Linked DNA regions of Mus musculus: all the other regions are linked to region 3. Evidence: chromatin contacts called from public HiChIP or PLAC-seq and promoter capture Hi-C data. All regions are on one chromosome and are shown on one strand. The core of a region is the stretch at or near the end of the contact, and the rest is flanking DNA. Distances in the headings are between cores, read along the strand shown.

The links. HiChIP or PLAC-seq counts read pairs in DNA pulled down with a chosen protein or histone mark. Capture Hi-C pulls out chosen DNA fragments and counts their contacts.
Region 1: a promoter capture Hi-C map of adipose tissue shows a contact between it and region 3. The contact joins the promoter of Zfp113 here to the promoter of Cyp3a13 in region 3. A contact is called at or near these places in 2 of 39 promoter capture datasets (liver and macrophages), 2 of 484 Hi-C or Micro-C datasets (liver and nephron progenitors), 5 of 115 datasets of contacts at active chromatin or transcription factors (bone marrow-derived macrophages, embryonic stem cells and stem cell-derived neural progenitor cells) and 2 of 9 other capture datasets (adipose tissue and liver).
Region 2: an H3K4me3 HiChIP or PLAC-seq map of the SCID.adh cell line shows a contact between it and region 3, with 13 read pairs. The contact joins the promoter of Zscan21 here to the promoter of Cyp3a13 in region 3. A contact is called at or near these places in 2 of 39 promoter capture datasets (both in liver), 9 of 115 datasets of contacts at active chromatin or transcription factors (the NIH/3T3 cell line, the SCID.adh cell line, embryonic stem cells and 1 more) and 1 of 9 other capture datasets (pancreatic islet).

What each region holds. Positions count from the first base shown.
Region 1 is chr5:138,154,473-138,157,184 of GRCm38.p6, reverse strand. Zfp113 (zinc finger protein 113) reads left to right here and starts at 1,441. Exons shown (of 5, transcript NM_019747.4): 1 at 1,441-1,555.
Region 2 is chr5:138,115,539-138,118,305 of GRCm38.p6, reverse strand. It overlaps Zscan21 (zinc finger and SCAN domain containing 21), which reads right to left and starts at 1,401. Exons shown (of 5, transcript NM_011757.3): 1 at 1,299-1,401; 2 at 386-470.
Region 3 is chr5:137,920,193-137,922,892 of GRCm38.p6, reverse strand. It overlaps Cyp3a13 (cytochrome P450, family 3, subfamily a, polypeptide 13), which reads left to right and starts at 1,274. Exons shown (of 13, transcript NM_007819.4): 1 at 1,274-1,451. The coding sequence starts at 1,381.

The DNA of each region.
Region 1 (2,712 bases), core at 192-2,691, 230 kb before region 3:
GTAATGAGATCTGACGCCCTCTTCTGGGGCATCTGAAGACAGCTACAGTGTACTTAGATATAATAATAATAATAAGTAAATCTTTAAAAAAAAAAAAAGTACTGGCTGCTCTTCCAGAGGACCCAGATTCCATGCACTCATATGGCCACTCATTACCGTAACTCCAGTTCCAGAAGATGTGATGGCTTCATCTGACCTATATCTGAATCAGGTGTGTGTGTATGTGTGTGTGTATGCAGGAGAAAAACACTCATTAAAATACTAAATCTTCAAATAAATATTAAATCTATTAAAATAATTTTTTGTCTTGCTTTTTTTGAGACAGGGTTTCTCTATGTAGCCCTGGCTGTCTGGAACTCACTCTGTGACCAGCCTGGCCTCGAACTCAGAAATCTACCTGCCTCTGTCTCCCAAGTGCTGGGATTAAAGGCGTGCACCACCACTGCCTGGTTAAAATAAATCTTTTAAAAACTGAGTGCTGAGTGCTTTAAAAAAAAACCCATGGTGCTATTTTGGATATAATATCATTAGCACCAACATAAATTCCAAATTTTAAAAATATAACTATTATACTTATCAAGCAGTGGAGAAATCATGTTAAAAAGGTAATCCTTTTTTCTACTATAAGAAGTTTTGAAATAAAATATTTTCTTAATTAGTGAGAATGTTCAAAATAATTAAAGAAAAATTGATGAGTAAAAAAAAAAAAACAAAAAAACAAAAAAAAAAAAAAAACAAAAACGGGGGCTGGAGACATGGCTCAGTGGTTAAGAGCACTGACTGCTCTTCCGGAGGTCCTGTGTTCAAATCCCAGCAACCACATGGTGGCTCAAAACCATCTGTAACAAGACCTGACTCCCTCTTCTGGTATCTGAAGACAGCTACAGTGTACTTACATATAATAAATAAAATAAATCTTAAAAAAAAAAAAACCAGAAAAACAAAACAAAAACCAAAACCCATGGTGCACTTTTATTTATTTATTTTTTTGTTTGTTTGTTTTGTTTTGTATCATAGGCCAGGCTGGCCTCACAGAGATCTGCCTGACTGTGCTTCCCCAGCGCTGGGATTAAAGGCGTGCGCCATCACGACCAGCCAATGGTGCACATTTATATTAAAGGATTCTTCAAGTTTCATATATTTGCTATGGAGGTGATGGTGTACTCTCTCTCTTGCTATGGAGGTGATGGTGTACTCTCTCTCTCAGAGCCACTAGAACTTGTGCCCTGAATTTCCTGGACCTCCAACTTCTTCAGCTTACGCATCGTCCCTTCCCAACCTGGCCAGCAAGTGGCGCAGTCTGGTGCCCTTGTTTCCCAGCACCATCGAGAACAGCACCATCAGCGTACCATCGAGAGATGAAGACCTCCCATTTTCCTAGAGAGAGCAAGTGGGCATTTGTTGTCCTGGGTGGTGAGAAAGGACGACCCGGAAACGATATGGGGAGGGGCAGTTTCCGTTCTTTGTTCTGTTCTCCGTTGTGTGGGTCTGTAACAGGGTCCAACAGGACCTGTTTCGTGTCCGGCCCCCTAAGTCTTACGTCCCTGTCCCCAGGGTGAGTGGGGCCATCTCCCGGACTCGCGGTGAGGTGGAAGTTGTGGTCTCCGGGGAAGGGGGTTGGTGTTCACACGTCCGCGGCCCGCCGGGGTTCTGGGCCCACCTTCCTCCTGCAGTCGCTGTCCAGCTCCGCAACCCTAGCTGCAGGCGCGCAGCGTGATCCCGGGTGTCGCGTAATGGGACTCCGGGTCTGCTTTTGTGTCTCTTACCGTCCCCAGCCCCAGTGTTTAAAATTCCTAGCGTCGCTACGGAGGTCTCCCTCTCTTTAAAACAACTGATGACAGATTGCCACCCTAACTTGGTACTCTCAGCACACCGATTTCTGTGTGAGGGCAGGAGAAGGAAGTTTTTCCTTAATTGGATCGGAAAACCAGACAGTAGTTCTGGGTCGCAGTGAGAACTAGGGCTTGGGAGGAGGTGCGAACTCGGGTCCTCCGTAACCTCACCAAGATCTCATGTCCTATGGCTATGAATAGGGTTTTTTTGTTTTGTTTTTTGTTTTTTTTTTTAAGCTTACTGACTGATACCTTTTCGTGGACATGCTGGGGCCGGCTCCCTGCAGAAGTGGCCGAGTATGTCCAGTGCATTAGCTGGCTAAAACATTGAGAACCTAGTTGAACACAGAGAACCTTAGTCCATTTCAGCTCTCTTAGGGTGTACTGAAAAGACAGTATGTGATGGTCTTTGCTGGTAGTTCCTAGCACATTCCTTTACCCTCCGTACTTCTTAAGTACCTATATTAGACATAAACTGAACCCGATTTCCCCATTTTGACCCCTTAATCATACAGAACTGGTAGAACCTAAAACAGAAATTCTCAACCTTCCTCATGCTATGACCTTTTAATGCAGTTTCTCATGTGATGACCCCCAACCGTAAAGTTATTATTGTCACTACTTCATAACCGTATTTTTTTTGCTACTGATAAGAACAGTAATGTAAATATCTGTGTTTTCCAATAGTCTTAGGTAACCCCTGTGAAAGAGTCATTCAACTTTCAAAGGGGTCACGACCTACAAGTTTGAGAAACAATGACCTAATGTGAATTTCCAGGAATTAGCCAAATTGGCTTGCTCACATCTAATCCCAGCACAGAGGCAAATGAAGCAAGGCCAACTTGTCCTATACAGTGAATTCCAAGCTAGTCTGGGCTAT
Region 2 (2,767 bases), core at 152-2,651, 200 kb before region 3:
TGAGCCATCTCTCCAGCCCCTATCTAAAGGTTTAACTCAACTGACAAGATGGCTCAGTGGGTAACAAATGCAACCGACCTGCTGCCTGTTTTGAGACTGGTGTCCATGTAATGGAAGGGAAGCAGTCAACTATGCCAACTATCCTTTGACTCACACACACACACACACACACAGAGTAAAAAAATAAAAACCTAACTCTCGAAGTCTAGCAGCAGGCTTTTGGTCACTTCCCAATTTTTCCCTCCTTTATGCGAATTCTACAGTTTATAAGTCCCCCCCCCACACACACACACTCCCTTAATCAGCCTCAAATTCATTCTGTGCAAGACGAAGTGTAAACAAATCAAACTATCACAGATTGCATCAAATGAACAGCAATTATTACCTTGTAGTAGATAATGCCCTTAAGACACTCTGCACTTGGAAACTCCAAGCTGAAGTCGTGGTGGTGCATACCTGTAATTACAGCACTGAAGAGAACAGAGACAGGAGGATCACCAATTATACACCAGTGTAGGCCATACAGTAAGACCCCGTCTCAAACCGAGCAAACTAATTTTCAAAAAGCTTCCAGGCAGGCCAATAATTCTGAAGAGCATAACTACTGGGCAGATCTAGTAGCTCAGAGTGAGCCAAATTCTGCATCATTTCAATAGCCCTGAACCAATACTCAGTCTCTCTTCAGAAGCCTTCCACCACTTGAAAAACAATTTTCCTGTATTGATTTTGTTGTTGTTGTTCACAATTCTTTAAGTGTCCCCTTTCAACAGATTTCCAACTATGTCAGCCACCAAATAAATCAATCACCTTTCTATCCTATACGCGTTTTACAAACGATCGTCTAAAAATCTTTCCAGACTTGAGCAAATCCTTGTCCAGTGCGCACAAAGCCCACCGGGACCAATTCCCCGCCTGGACTGGACAAGACTCAAGACTGAGGAGATTCGGGTTTTCAGAGGTTTCTACACTTGGGCTTATTCTTAACAATTAGTTCTGAGTTTAGATCTCAGGGCTCTTGCTGGGGAAGAAAGAGGGCAGTTTCCGTCAGGTAACAGACAATAACGGAGAGACTAGAAATGCGATTCCGGAAGCAAAAGAATCAGGGTTTTGTTCCAGGGAGCCCTCGGGGGTGGAAAAGCCTTTCCTTAGAGCGGGCGCCGACGACGGCTGGGCGGGGCGCTCCTCCTCAATCTCCCAGAACCACCATGGAGGAACTCCCCGAACCAGAACCACAGTCGCTAAACCCGTCCCACCCTCTCGAAATCTTTTGGCCAACGCTCCCCGACCGCTAGGCTAACCTGGGACTCGCAGGCTCACCGTGACTCAGAACCGCTTTGGAGTCTGGAATCCTCACAGCGGCTGAACGACAGCACCACCGGAAGCGCGTCAGAGCCCCGCCCCTCTGGAGGGGGAGCAGCCGCCCCTCTAGGAATCCGAGCGTTGTCGGTATCCTGTTTCACCGGAGGCTGCGACTGTCCTGGTTGTGATCTGTTTCTCCCCCTATTTCTTTTTTTATTCTCATTCTCTCTTCCTACCCCCTCCCTTTTCTTTCTTTCGTTCATTCTTTTTTTGAGGGTGGGTGGTTTTTGGAGGGTTATGCGGCCCTGGCTGCCCTGAAACTCACTCAATAGACCAGGCTGGCCTCGAACTCAGGGATTTACTTGCCTCTGCCTCTCGAGTGCTGGGATTAAAAGCATGAGCCACCACTGCCTTGTTTTTGAGACAAACATGTCATTAGCCCTAGCTAGCCTGGAACTCTATGTATACCAGGCTGACCTCGAACTCTATAAACGATCCACTTGCCTCTAGATCAGTGAGTGAGTAAAGAGCTCATGCGTGAGGACCTACATTTGGATTTCCAGCACCACATAAAAAGACTATGGTACATCACATGCCTGTAATCCGAGTGCTGGGAGGACCCCTGCAGTCTGTTGTCTGGGCAGCCTAGCTCCAGATCAGTGACACCTTGTCTCAAAAACAAGGTAGAGAAGCAATTGAAGAAGACAGCTAACATTAACCTCTGGCCTTCACATGTTTGCAAACACACTGTGTACATGAGCACTGTAACAGTTAGGGTTCTCTAGAGTCACAGAACTAAGGGAATGTCTGTCTATACTGAGTGAATTTATTGTGATAACTTACAGTCTGTACCCCAGCAATGGTCCAAGAATCTAGTAGTTGCTCAGTCCCACGAAGCTAGGTGTTCCAGCTGGTCGTCTGTAGAAGTAGATTCCAACAGATGTGCTGGCAAGTAAGTGCAAGCAGCCGAAGAAGAGGGACTCTTCCTTCTTCCAATGTCCTTAAGCAAATCTCTAGCAGAAGGTGTGGCCCAGATTAAGTGTGTACCACCATGCCTGGCTCTTAGAACTCAGAGATCTCTTTGCCTTAGTTTCCTGGGCCTAAGTTTTTCTTTTTTGTTGTTCTTGTTTTGTTTTGTTTTTGTTTGTTTGTTTGTTTTTTGTTTTTTCAAGACAGAGTTTTTCTGTGTATCCCTGGCTGTCCTGGAACTCACTCTGTAGACCAGGCTGGCCTCGAACTAAGAAATCCACCTGCCTCTGCCTCCCAAGTGCTGGGATTAAAGGCATGAGCCACCATGCCCGGCATGGACCTAAGTTTCTCATGGCCACTATGCCTCAAGATCTCCATGCCAAGATCCAGGTCAGAATCTTCTTCCAGCCTCAAGATCTGGATCACAGGTGGATTGTAGTTCATTCCAGATAGAGTCAAGTTGACAACCAGGAATAGCCATTACAATCAAAAACACAGA
Region 3 (2,700 bases), core at 25-2,524:
TATGAGATTGTTGGAGATCTGTTGGGTCCTGTGGCTTTCTTTGATGGGAAGATTTTGATTAGGATCTCATGGTTTGTAATCTATCTGGAGGAAGACATGCATTTAGAAATCCTTCTATTTCTTTCGGATTATCCAGATTTCCTGAGTACAGTTTTTCACAGCAGCCTCATGAACTTCTGGGTTTCTTTGGAGTCAGTTATAATGATACCTTTTCATCTCTAATTTTTAAAATTTGTGTCTTCCCCCTCTTTCTTTTTGTCAGATTACCTAAGGGTTTCTCTCTCTCTCTCTCTCTCTCTCTCTCTCTCTCTCTTTTTTGAAGAATCAGCTTGTTTTGGGTCATTTCATGTGTTTATTTGGGTGGATTTCAAGTTCTTGGCAATTAAAGCAGCTTAGGACAAAAGGACAGAAGGTTGTTTAGCTTTTTTCAAGTTGACACAAACCTAGTCATATCCAGGAAGAGGCAATCACAGTTCAGAAATTGCTTCCACCAGAATGGCCTGTAGGCACCTCTGTGGGGAAATATTTTTGATTAATGATTAATGTGAGAGGGCCCAGACCACAGTGGGTAGTGTCACCTCTAGGCAGGTGCTTCTGGGTTTGATAAGAAAGGAACCTGAAAGGCTGGAGAAAGGCTCAGTGGCTAAGAAAGCATTCTGTCCTCCCAGAGCACTTGAGTTAGTCCCAGGAAAAGAAAAAGAAAAGGAAAGGAAAGGAAAGGAAAGGAAAGGAAAGGAAAGGAAAGGAAAGGAAAAAAAGAAAGAAGGCTGAGCAAGCCATAAGGAGAAAGAAGGAAGCATTAGTTAGCTGTGGGCTCTGCTTCAGTTGCTGTCTTCAGATATGTACCTTGACTTTCTGTCCTAACTTTCCTTCATGATGGACTCTAAGTTGTAATACAAAATGAACCTTTTCCCCAAGTTGTTTTTGGTCATTCTGGTTTCTCTCTCTCTCTCTCTCTCTCTCTCTCTCTCTCCCACAATGACAGAAAGCGAACTAGGACAGAAATGCTATAGAATGCCAATGATTTCACCTGAGTTTCTGATAAGAAGCAATAACCTTTGTACTCAGTGATAATGATAACACTGGCCTCAGTTTTGGTCGATATTTCTTACCAAATGAATTCAAAGATTCAAGTGGGCACACCCATGATTCTTTGCCAACTGCTAGGGTGGAGAGTACACTTGACTCAGAACTGTAGGTCTGTTCATTGGCTGCAATTTCAGCCCCACCTCTTTCCCTGTACTTAAGTTCTTCAGGGTGGCTTTCCTGAGTCACAAACAGCTGGGCAGGGAAGGGAGCTCAGCAGGCTCAGCCCTGAAAGGTGCAGCACACAAAATTGAGAGTACAACTTGGAGAGAGACTTGTTTAAAGAAAACAGCAATGGACCTGATCCCAAACTTTTCCATGGAAACCTGGATGCTCCTGGCTACCAGCCTGGTCCTTCTCTACTTGTGAGTAAACTGCCCAGGCTCCTCTTCTTAGTGAGCAGGACTTGGGGGATGCAAGTCAGATAATTCTTTCCTTTACTGGCTTGGAAAATCCAAAGAGAATATGAAGGGGACATTGAGTGTGGGCTGTACAAAGAGTTAAGGTATTGCTTTTGGTCCTATGCAAATCCCTCCTATGGGGTAAGTAAGTATACATTCCTCTTCTACTAAACTCCAGTTTTTGTGGATAGGAGGTTTGAGTGACCTCAGTTAGACCTGGGTTATTCTCCAATTGAGTCTCACCTTTTCACCAGATTAACCACCCAGGGCTCAGTAAAGCAGGTTACAAGAAGCTGGTCACTGTGTTTGATGGAAGGCTTCTTCTTCAAGGTCTCAGGATTGTTGGTATTGTGGGGATGGGAAGAGCTTTTGTGTTGTCTTCACCTGTTTTCTCTGATGCAGGAAACGTGGAGTATTGTTATATGTACACATTCTGCTTCATTGTCCCACCTCTAGGACTATTTTAACAATGCCCCTAGTATATTACGTTTGATCATTTTATTTTTGTGAGTGTTTTGCCTGCATATATGCATGCATGTGTACTACATGAGTGCTTGGTGCCCATGGATGTCAGCAAAAGACGGTGTATCCCTTGGAACTGGAGTTACAGATGGCTGTGAGCCACCATGTGGATGCTGGGAATTGAACCCTGGTCCTCTGAAGAGCAAGAAGTGTTCTTAACCACTGAGCTACCTCTCTAGCTCCCATAAATGACGACTCTTCGGAGCAAAGAAGACCTGACTTTGATTCTTTCCCTTCACCATTTCCTGTCAAAGACCCTAGCATAAGTATAAGGAGTTCCTCCTTCCCTGCTATGAAATCTCCTGGCATCCTCAAAGGGCAGGAACTTTGAAACAGTTAGGATGCTAAATATTTTTCTCTAAGTTCCTCTGGTGAGCATCAGCGAAAACACCCATCTCAGGACTACCTTCTAATGAATGGACTCCTGTGTAGTAGTACAAGTGAGGGGAGGAGAAAGGTTATCTTGAGTTCCAAGATTAAAAGCATAGATGACTACCCCGCCCAGCTCATTCTACGGCAGTGGTTCTCAACTTGTGAAGTCTCAGTCCTTTGAGGGTCAATGGACCCTTTCACAAGAGTCACATATCAGGCATCCTGAATATTAGATATTTACATCATGATTCATAACAGTAGCAAAATTACAGTTATGAAATAGCAATGAAATAATTTTATGGTTGTAGATCATAACAAC